Regions from separate parts of the Sus scrofa genome. Here regions 1 and 2 are each linked to region 3. Evidence: chromatin contacts called from public Hi-C and HiChIP or PLAC-seq data. All regions are on one chromosome and are shown on one strand. The core of a region is the stretch at or near the end of the contact, and the rest is flanking DNA. Distances in the headings are between cores, read along the strand shown. Region 1 has its middle 150 kb from the start of ZNF608. Region 2 overlaps LOC102165655 (a long non-coding RNA gene). Region 3 has its middle 570 kb from the start of ZNF608.

Region 1 (3,590 bases), core at 906-3,405, 420 kb before region 3:
ACTTTCTCATTCAAGTGGAGGACTTGAATGGCCAGCCAATCCCAACCGACTAGTGTCCTCCAGCGTTTTATGGGTTGGACCACGGTCTACAGGGAGTAGACCACATGCCACAGCCTAGAGACTAGGGTCCTGCCTGTGTCCTGGGAATGTGGGCCAGCCCGCTGTGTTGGGGTGACTGAGACAACTGTGTAAATTCTGACTGCTTTTCCCATGAGGACTTATGCAGGTGATTGACACTCAGAGCCTTATCTCTCATAAACTGGTTTGGTATTTCAATGTTAAATTATTTTCTCCTTTTGTAAAGCTGATAATCCGTATGTTACTATGTAAACTCTATTCACTTGAATTTTGTGTACGAACATTTTCTAATTATGGTAGGTGTTAGTGGACTCTTAATAATTGCTGGTTGGAGTTCCCACTGCGGCTCAGCAGGTTAAGAACCCCACATTGTCTCCGTGAGGATGTGGGTTACATCCTTGGCCTCAATGGGTTAAGGATCCAGCATTGTTGCAAGCTGCAGTGTAAGCCACAGATGCAGCTTGGATCCCGAGTTCCTGTCGCGTAGGCTGGCAGCTGTAGCTCAGATTTGACCCCTAGCCCGGGGAACTTCCACATGCTGTAGGTACAGCTGTAAAAAAAAAAGAAAAAGATAATTTATGAAGCACTTACCACTGCAAGTATATCTCCTTTATTGTCCACAAGCTTACTCTGTAAGCTGTTTTTATCCCCATTTTATGGATAAAGAAACTAAGGCTTAGAAAGGCCTATTGGCTTGTTTAGTCGCATGATTGAGTTGTTGAACCAGAATGTGAATCCCAGTTGGTCAGATCTCAACGGCTGTACTTGCACCATGCTCAAGAATGGAGAGTGTTTGGATTTTTTAACCATCATGTTTCTCTTTAACAATAAGGAGAAAACATATCAGGGTTTTATGGAAGTCTTAACGTCTTCACATTTCAGGGTGCATTTGGATATTTTGCAAGTGAAATCGAGAGCAGTGAGGCTGAAGCAACGCAAACTGAACTTCAGCACTGTCAATATTCCTGCTCGTCCCACCGTGAAAGTCTTTTCCCCCAGCCTTCCGTGTCTATTCTTGGATATTAGGAAATGACCCAGAACACCTCATCAATGAAAAAGAATGTGCGCCGTGCTGTGACAGAGCTTTATACTAAAGGGCTTTCAAGAGGGAGTTAACTCAGTGGTGAAGCAACCTTGCCCTGATTTAAATAGCTTTCCCGGAGTTTCCGTCGTGGCGCAGTGGTAACGATCGACTAGACATGAGGTTGCGGTTCGGTCCTGCCTTGTCAGTGGTACGATCCGGCGTGCGTGAGCTGTGGTGGTGCAGACACGGCTCGGATCTGCGTTGTGGCTCTGGGTAGGCTGTGCTACAGCTCTGATTCAACTCTAGCTGGAATTCATATGCCAGAGGCCAAGAAATACAAAACAACAAAAAAAAAAAAAAAAGAAAAAAAAAAAAAAAAAAAAAAAAAAAAAAAAAAAAAAAAAATAAATAGCTTTCCCCAGCACAGCTTGGGCTCAGGCATGACTGTTGGTTGCCTTTATAAATAATACAAAACAATTGATGCAACAAACTTAAATTTGCTAAACTTGAAACTTTTTGCAAAAGAAGAAAAAAATGGACCCACTTTCTTTTCCTTTTTTTTTTTTTTTCTTCTTCTTTAGAAGCTGAACTGGGTTCCCCATTGCATTTCTAATTCACTGATAATTTTAAAATGCACGCTAGTTTCTGCTGCGATGCTATATATTCCTTTTATCTGGAATTTCGGGTTTCTCTCTCCCGTTTCCTGGGATTTGCAAAACAGCAAAATCAGCCCGTTTACATTTAAGATGTTTTGATTCTTTTCTCAGACTCTTGCCAGTGTACTTAACGCAGAATGATTAAAAGCTGTGTGTTCTGTTAGAACTGTTATAGTGTTTAAACAAGGAAGTCTGTGTTTGTTTAAGAGAATGGGGAAATGGTTATCTTGACAGATTAGACTGCACAAACAGGACAGCCACAGTCTAGCACAGATGTCCACATTTGCCACTTGGCTGGCTTTTTGAGGTATTCTAAACAAAACTTGCTTGTGTGCTGGTGCCTGAGCGCTGCCTGAGCTCTGCCTGACACCTGACTGAGGAATGTGATTAAGAACCGCTGCCAGGGCCTGGGTGTCTCTGTGGGCACATGTTCCCAGGTTTGAAATTTCTCAGGGTCTGTTTAACTGTGTCATAATTAAACTAATGGAACACAAGAGGAATTTCTCTCACTGGCTGGAAGGCCCCATTCCAGTGTGATTTGGTCTCCCATCACCCGCGATGCCAGTGGCTGCACTGCAGAAGGTGAAATGCAGCTGAGCAGAACTGTGGGGTGACCGCATTAATCAGTCTCTTCCAAATGTGATCTTAAACTGGATGAAGCATCAGGGGCAGCTGTGGTTAAGTGGCCATAGCACTGAGTGGAAAGTGGGAAAACCTGATTCAAGCCCTAATTCTCTACTTACTAGCTGTTTGATGTTGGTCGAGTCCTCATTTAACCCTCCTAGGGTCGTGCAGCTGTGGTTGATGACGCTGAGGGATGCCATATCTACTGGGCCTGTCCTCTGCCAGGCACTGCTGCGGGCATGACACCCTGTTCCTCATCTTCTGCTCAGAAAAACCCGGTAAGGTGGCGCCAATAAGTTGTACTGTTTCCTATGGGATTTCAGGGAAGCTCGGAGCTTTGCTGGAAATCATTTAGGTAGCATGGAACACACTAGCTAGGATGTTGGAACGCAGGTTCTTTGGGTTTGGGCTTTCTGGGGCAACGTGATCTTTAAGGTAACTTCCGGCCGTGAAATCAACAATTTTGTGCAATCTGAACACATGGATGTGGCTTTAACTATGTCTATATCTACACATACACTGTAGAGACCAATACTTAGCCTTGAATGGTTATAACCACGAGTGTTCATAGATACCTTTGTCTATTGCCTGGTTGCATAGCTTGCCATAAATATTAGTGTACAATTCTTTGATCATAAATTTTATGAATATCTAGGGCTCTCTTATTAAGGAGTATTTGCTAAATCAGATCTTTTGGAGCTTGAAACTCTGGCATGTGTGATTCTAATTTTTTTTTTTTTTTTTTACTGAAGAGGAACTTCAAAATAGATTACAAAACTTAGGACTTTGGGGCATACATGTTATGTCATAAACAACTGCTAATTTAACTCTCTCTGTCATATTTATTTCTATTAATTAGTGCTTTATAATATGGGTGATACTTGAGCGCAATTGATCGAAATTTAGAATTTATTGCAATGCAGCTTTATTAGTAGCAAAGGAGGTTTCCATTGCCTTATTTTAAATAAATAAGATATTTATTCCTAACATATTCACATGTGCTATGTGAGTGTATTTTCCAAAAGCCATGAGTCCACCGTTTTTATTGAAAATATACAATGCAAAATGTCCAGCAGCTGGTGACAGTCCACTTGTGCTTTGGCTAGTTTGCCAATGTCAGTGGGGTTACCTGTCAGGACTCTGGGAAACCAGACAGGATTCTGACCGGTGGATTCTACAGGCCTTATTCGTAGAGACCACCTAGCATC
Region 2 (3,957 bases), core at 1,024-3,523, 290 kb after region 3:
GGCAATATATATATATATTATTTGGAGAGCCAGCATTTGAAATGCACGAACATATTTTAAGCCACCGTTTGCTGTTTTAGAGCAAGATAACATATGCTGAGATTTCTGCTGAAATTAAAAGGTTTCTGAATCTGAAATAAAATATGATGGATGTGAATGAAAGGACTTCTGTTCATCCTTATGGAAAGGAAGCGAAGGTTTTCAGTTCTCCAAATTGTTACCTTTCAAAAACAGAGTGTTTCTCACTGTTTCCAGCCGCAGTTTCTCAAGCAAAACACCTGCATTCTCAGCTAAACCCAGAGAAAACACTCTCAGGAGCCAAATGCCATCTCTAATCTTAGAATACAATCCCTAAAGAAAGAGAATTTGGGATGCTGATCAGGCAGGCTTCTGCTGACTCTCTCGCATTTGAAAGCCTCAGATCACTGAAAGAGGTTTTTCTCCTTTATTCTTTGGGAAATCAAGGCACTTTCTAAAGGAAGCCCAGAGGGTCAGCAGCAGAGCCTAAAATACAAACCCCAACTCCCAATCTCAGCTTTCTGCAAATCCTAGACCCATCAGGCCACCGCCCCACTTCCTCCCTGGAAACCGTAATAATAAGCAATCCCTTTTCAGTATCTCTGTATAGACAATTACATTCTAAGCGATTCAGAGTAGTCACTTGGACTGGTTCCTACATCAGGGCGCCAGGTTTTGTTCCTTTCGATTTCTGCATCCCAGGGCTGTCTCAGAACACAAAAGTACAGATTTCTGGTACTGCATGGTTGCCTCTCAGATGAATGTTTGATATGTTCTCTCTTTTGCAGGACCATTTAATTACTGCATTATGCCAGTTATTCCCACAATTCAAACAGCACAAAGAGATTTTCCCTTCTACCAAGTTGTTCAATGGACAAAGCCAACAAGCCTATTTAATTTGTGATACCAAGATTATGCAGCTAGAAATAACCATTGATGCCTGTCACCATATTTTTCATGCTTCAAAAGTAATTTTACCTAGTATCTTTCTTTAGGGGAAGCAAAGAGATGCTAGGTTTTTTTTTGGGGGGGGGGAGCAGACAGCAGAGGAAAGCCACAGACCTAGCTAGCAAATGGTCCTTTATCACACGTACTTATGTTGACCATCCTCTAAAAGCAAAATAACTTGTCATTTTCTTAAACATCCTCATCACCAAGGAAGTAGGATTAAGATGCTATTTCAACCAGCTTAAAGGCTTGCAGGAGGCAGAAAAAGGAGTAAAGAGGTATAAACCTTCCCATTAAGAGTTATTTTCTGGGGATGCTTCTCACACAGATCCACAGCTATGCAGAAGTAAAAGCCTTTGCTTATTACAGCTACTGAGTGAGGGTAATTAAGAGGTAATCTCTTCCAGTTCGGGTGCACTTTCCTTTTTGGAGACAATCATAAAAGGTAGAGAGAGGTGCCCAACAACCCCAGGTTGTCATTGTTGTTATCTTTTGTGACTGCTTCCTTCTCTTCCTGTCCTCAGTTGGAAAGCAAAGAGCCTTTGCTTATTATAGAGGCAGAATAAGTGCTAGTCTCATCCCATTAACTGTCATATTACCAGGCTCCGTGCCATCCCATTTGAGTTTCACTGAGCATTCAGAACTGCTTAATTATGTACAGTAAAGACAGTCTGCTGAGACTTTCCTTCTTGATTAATAGGAGAGGGGGAGGGGAGGTGAAGGGTCACCTCCAAGGCTTGCTTGTGCCTCGCTCAAGACTAACTCGGTGTGACAAAGGCTTTTATGAGTTAAAAAAATAAATTAAAGCCCATTTAGAAAGAAAGATGCTTGCATCAAGGGAGGAGGCTACTTTTGATTCTGCAGGCTAACAACAGATAGTCCCCCCTCCATGTTGGCATTAAACTGTAGAGTGCATTCCTTATAAATTATACCACCCCATGTTAATTATAGTGTGCTGACAGTGCTTGTCATTACTAAGCCTGCTACAGGCTTTGTGCACTTGGATTTTAATAGCTGTTTGTTCTGAGGAATGTGGCAGAGCTGCATAAGTGGCTGAGCCAGGTCATTGCTAACATCCCTTTCTGCAGCTCCTCACACTGGTTCTATTTTTACAGCCCTAATCCCTCCTCTCTCGGGCTCCCTCACTCATCCCCTCTCCCCCCAGTAAAGCAGATGTATAGGTTACAGTCTAGAAATGCCAATGCATTCATTCAGACACAATAAACTGAGCCTTATATTGTGCTGCACTCATTGTCAGGCCTTCAAAGCCTCTAGCTGAAATACTCTCTTTTCTCCCTTATCCAACCTCTGTATAAAAGCATCACTGCTCTGACCTAATGGGATATGCTGAGGTTCCTTCCCCAAATCTGAATTCGGCATTCTCCTCTCAGGCAGGAGGCTCTATCTGCAAATTTATGTGTGCCCTTGGCAAGTGTTGGTGAAACAAGATGCTGTAAAAGGTGGAAACAAAGTCAAAACCCAGCCTTCTCCTCTTCCTCTCCCTCCTCCCCCCCCAACTTGTATATTTCAGATAGTTGTTTCCATAGTCAACCGGTACAAACACAGAAATCACTCTTTCATCTTAAAAAAAAACCTCTATCACTTAATGAGCATCTGCTATGTACCAGGAGCAAAGGCTAGACTCTAGCAAAACCAAGATGAATAAAATGTAGTCCCGGCCTACAGGGCCTTAGAGCCTACAAAGAGAGCAGACATGTAAATAAACAATTACCATTCCCAGCGATGTTTTACGAAAGAGGTAAAAATAGATGTTCTCTCAGCCTCACTAGGCTGTGGGTACAGATATGGTCACATGAACAGTAATAATTCAAATTTCTGTGTTTTGTACATTCACCAAATTGGGGGCCCCCAGACAGAGCCTCACGTGTCATTCGTGAATAATCCTGATCCTGCTGGTACTTCCGCTGTCGTGTCAGGCCTCGTGGTGCCAAATGGTCACAGCTTCTGTCCCATTCTTTCAAGCTGCCCCTGTTAGAGGGTTACCAAGGCAGCGCTGTTTGGGCTACACGTCTTATAGAGTTTCTAGTACAACAGCCCACCCTGCTCTCTCAAGCAGTCAGAAAAGAGTCCATGAAGGGTTAGGCTAGGAGACAGATCTGAGTGAAAAACACCATGCTGTCCTCAGATCCATCCCTGCTACCACCCAAACTAAGCCTTTACAACTGGGCCAAGCTCCCCAGGCCAGATTCCTTCCCCCCGCAGGGTGAATTTTCACAGAAAGTTCCTTTGTCTTCCTATCATGAGGCTTCTGCTGGACCCACCCCCACAGGGTGTAGGAAATTCCAGACATGTCTCTATCGCCCTCACACTCAAGCTCTGATAGAGGTTTGTCCGGGATGTCTAGATACACTCACCCACCACACACAGCGGAAGTCAACGGAATTGTAAGAAGAGACTAGTAAGATATCACTTTCTATAAACATCGGTTCTATGATAAACACAATAAAACAATCAATTAATTGTTACAGACTTAAGGAGATGAAAGCCATCTTTTCTTCCACTTAACAAAAAAGAGTAAGTGCAACTAGACACAATACAAAGAAAATGCCTTCCAAGGTGAAATCGACTCAAAGCTTAATTTCTGACAGAAACTGGCACAACATTGTAAATCAACTATATTTTTAAAAATATGAAAACAAAAAAGTTTAATTTCTGAAAATAAAGTGGAATTGCTTCATACATCCCTTTACCTTTTACACAGACTCTGGAACCCAACCCCCATGAGTCTAGATCCCATTATCTTTTTTAATCCTTCTCACTACAGAAGAAAAGAAGTATTTACTAGGTGTACAGAAGCCTACTATTAAGATAAAATGCCAGAAAACAGAAATCCCTTAAAATCATGCACCTCTCATCCCCTCCAGGGACATGCAAGCTGTTTCTGATGTCTGCTGTCGATGTCAAGTGGAATGGTTTCAACACCCAAACACGAGCATGAAGATTTTATATTTGTCCTTTCTTCAGTCTCGC
Region 3 (3,652 bases), core at 707-3,206:
TTATTCTCAGTCTCAGCAACAGTGATTAGTTCCGTTTGCCTTCTGCATCCTTTTGTTCTTGAAAGCAATGTACAGAATGGATTTAAATGTACAAGTGGCAGCACTGGTCAGATTGAAATATATCAACAGTTATGACGTTTGCTGTGAGCCATGTGCAGAGTTGGAGCAACATCAGCCGAAAATGGGCAAGATGCTCCCCTGCGACCCTCCTCTTCCTTGGCGTCCTCCACCCCTTCAGCCTCTGCCACCTGCTCTGCCCCAGAGCCAGCAAAGGGATTTCTTCCCACACATTGGGATCCCCAGGCTAGCTGGTGGATCCCCCAGCTAGTGTATCCAAACACTGCTGGTCCCAGGACCCAGTCTCAGAAGTGGGTCTCTGTAGAGTGAGCGGCAGGGGACCTTGGGTACCTGATCAGAGCCTCAACAGCCATCCAGTTCAAGCCTATGTGTCCAGGTCCAGAGGGTCACATCCTGCTCCCCAAAGAGGGAGATAATGACCATCACTCTTGTCTTTTCATCCAGAAAGTGTACCCTAGGGGAGGCGTGGGGTCCATTCTTGGCATTTCTAGCTATGTGACGTGGGCTAGGTCACTACATCTCATTTTTCATGAAACGGATATAGCAAGATGCACATCACTGTGTTGTGAAGAGAGTAAATGAGCAAGTGTGAAAGCACTGAGTGTGCATTGCTGCCATAACATACCCCTTTTCATCATTCCTGCCCCACCTGATCCACTAAAGATCTTGTGAAGTAGTAAATTGTTATTGTGATGACATCAGCAGCTGTTTTACGGGCTAGGAAATAGTGGCTAAAAGGAATGAAGTGATTTTCCCAGCTTTGGTTCCATGGTGAGTTAACACGGGGATGGTTCACCTGCAGCCCGTTTCCTGCTCCTGGAGGCTATCTGTGCTCTCGCCAGAGCAAGGAGGTCCTCTTGAAGCTACCCTGTGCATTCAGTCATCTGGCACGCTCCACATGCATCTTCCGAGAATGCTGGGTTGCTTTGTGCTGCCCAGGGGGAAGCAGTTCCCTTGCACAGATAGCTGAAAACTCCTGCCATAGATCTCACTTTGGAGCCCTGCACAGTAACCCTTCCCCTGATCACTCGCATAAAAAGTGAGTAACCTGGGAATAATCCCTAGACCTTCTCTTAACTGCTCCATCTCTCTGGCTTACGCTCACTTCCCCATCGTGCACACATGATGCACAATTTCAGTTCACTCACGTTTTGGACTCTGGGTCACTCCAGTGCCTTGGGCACTTAGCTCTCTTTGTTCCCCACCATGCCCACCGTACCTACACCTTCTTTGTGTGCGTGTTCATTTAATTAGTAAATGTTATTTTTTTAGAGTGGTTTTAAGTTCACAGCAAAATGGAGCCGAAAGTACAGAGAGTCCCCATGGACCCTTTTGCCCCCCTGCCACACACCACCTTCTTTTTTTTGAAGCTAAGATGACAATGCGACTTTCCCATTGGGTTCTTTGTACATGAAATGCTACTTCTCAGTTGAACTGCCTGAGCACAATGCAATAAAGAATCCATAACAATAGCTGCAATACTGTGCATTACTATTCTAATCATATATTTTATTGGAAGCCGTATACCTCTTAAAACCAGCATTTCATTTGCCTCCTTTGCCTTATAGAAACCCCACCGCTGTGACAACGGTAGGAGCAAAGCTAATGTTCTTTTCCAAATTCTTGCTTAGATTCAGAGCAAGAAAGAAAATGTGAAAGAAAGAGAAAAATCACACAGTCATTTCCAGCCATTTGTGTTAAAATACAAAGAAAACAAGGCACATTCAAAAATGATGTGCCGGGCAGCCTCCATTAATATTTATTTTGGCATTAATATTGATAAGAAAGTACTTTGTAGCTGGGCTTTGTTGCCTCCCCCAGTGTCCTCCAGCTCTCTGTTCTTCGGGCTGGTGGCCATTAGCTCACATCTCCCTCTGTACCCAGAGCCTCTGAGAGGCTTGGCGGGCCTCCAGCTCACTTACGCTTAAATGGACACTCAAGATCCGACAGACACACAGCTAAATAGAGGCCAATAATTCAATACAGTATGACTGTACTGGGGCTGCTAGTAAATCCATCAAGCAGTAAATATCATCTGAAGCCAATGCAAGCTTTTATCTTTCCAATTTTTTTGTATGTCTGAGCGAAGCCCAGGCATTCAGCGAATCATGTAATTTATTCTGCGGTGCCAAGCCTGGGCTGTCTCAGGCATCATATTGACTTTTTTTTTCCCCATCTGTCAGGGGCAGTCAGCAGCGCTGCTATTGTGGGAGCGCATCACGTTACATCTATTTATTTATTTATTTCTGCTGCTGCTTTGTAGAATGATTGGGCAAGAACGCATTATCTCAGATCAACGAATACTAAGAAAAGCATCTGAACATCATTACGACAGCATGTTAAACATTTGTCCTACCCAGTTTGTTAAATCAGCAAATGTATTTCCGGCAAATGCTTGTAATTGTTCATAAAGGGCTCCCTACTGCAGGGTTTTATTAAGCTGAAAATATGGCCTGTTTTTTTCTTCAGCTCTTTAGGTCATCACTGATGCCTGTATATTGTAAATAATGCTGAACAGCTGTTGTCTTGACCTGCTCTGTGCGTGTGTGTGTGTGTGTGTCTGTGTCTTTCTCCATACAGACACACAACTTGCTGTATCTCTGAATGTTGCACACATATTTTGTGCACATGAGTAGGTCAGTATGGCATAAAGCAATGTATATTGGCAAAGTTAATAGGATGATTAAGTTAATGATTAGGTTGTGGATTCCAATGGTTAGAAAATATCTTTGCATGAACCAATTAAAATTAAGACTGGGAACAAAGCTCTTTTGTTTACTCTTGTTATCTTACTAAAAACTTAAAAAAGTATAAGCCCTAAATTTGAATGTTAGTTCATACTCTCTTGGTCTTGCTTCTATGTAACCTACAAATGGAGAAGAGAGGCAAGAGGGAGAAGGATGTTCCCAAAGTCCTTCCTTCACAATGGGATCTGAGACCACTAAGGACAGACACAGCCAGTGGCACATAGAATGACTGGTACTCACATTCCAAGTACAGCCTGCTTCCCTGAGGACCTTTTCCTAAGCCCTCCAGCCCTTTCTCTAAAGCCAGTTATTCTGCTTCTGAGATTCAGTTTGACTCTCAGTTGATTCTACTTAGGTTTGATTAATGTCCAACTCTGGGAGCACATATCACAGAAACGTATTTTAAAAGTAAGTGTCTTGATCTTCTTAAAGTAAATACACATTATAAATACACTTTCTAGAAGCATCAGTGCAGAGTATGCGAATGGAGCCGTGCCTTAGAACTAGTTTTGTTTGCCCAACTTCTCCTTAAACATGTTCGAAGAAGAACAGATAGTTTTATATATGACCAGAAGTGAGGCAATTCATATTTTTAAAAGAGGCAGAATCAACATTGTTTTGAGAACCTGCTTCCTCCATATGTATTATCAGATTAAAAAAAGTAACATCCCATACCTCTGGAAGCCTTCACATTCTTTGAAAAAAATACTTGTAGCTTGTACTTGAAAGAAAATATCTCCCTGTGAACTGATCGTGAAAAATGACTTTGCAGAGTTCCCGTCGTGGCCCGGTGGTTAACGAATCTGACTAGGAACCATGAGGTTGCA

What was found. A called contact is a pair of places that touch in the nucleus more often than the background predicts. HiChIP or PLAC-seq counts read pairs in DNA pulled down with a chosen protein or histone mark.
Region 1: a contact with region 3 is called in an H3K27ac HiChIP or PLAC-seq map of skeletal muscle. The contact joins two enhancer-like sites. A contact is called at or near these places in 1 of 47 Hi-C or Micro-C datasets (fetal skeletal muscle) and 1 of 2 datasets of contacts at active chromatin or transcription factors (skeletal muscle).
Region 2: a contact with region 3 is called in a Hi-C map of fetal heart ventricle, with 3 times the contacts expected there. The contact joins two enhancer-like sites. A contact is called at or near these places in 2 of 47 Hi-C or Micro-C datasets (fetal heart ventricle and heart right ventricle).

Annotation. Positions count from the first base shown.
Region 1 is chr2:128,005,041-128,008,630 of Sscrofa11.1, reverse strand. No RefSeq gene overlaps it. Among named protein-coding and RNA genes, the nearest start is that of ZNF608, 150 kb to the left of the region's middle. Within about 2 kb of position 2,155, at least 27 of the 83 cell types and tissues checked have an H3K27ac peak or open chromatin away from gene starts, as enhancers often do. A contact at or near this core is called in skeletal muscle, where this site is marked.
Region 2 is chr2:127,300,222-127,304,178 of Sscrofa11.1, reverse strand. The region is part of intron 1 of LOC102165655 (a long non-coding RNA gene); the gene reads right to left. Among named protein-coding and RNA genes, the nearest start is that of CSNK1G3, 290 kb to the right of the region's middle. Within about 2 kb of position 2,273, at least 11 of the 83 cell types and tissues checked have an H3K27ac peak or open chromatin away from gene starts, as enhancers often do.
Region 3 is chr2:127,587,290-127,590,941 of Sscrofa11.1, reverse strand. No RefSeq gene overlaps it. Among named protein-coding and RNA genes, the nearest start is that of ZNF608, 570 kb to the left of the region's middle. Within about 2 kb of position 1,956, at least 15 of the 83 cell types and tissues checked have an H3K27ac peak or open chromatin away from gene starts, as enhancers often do. A contact at or near this core is called in skeletal muscle, where this site is marked.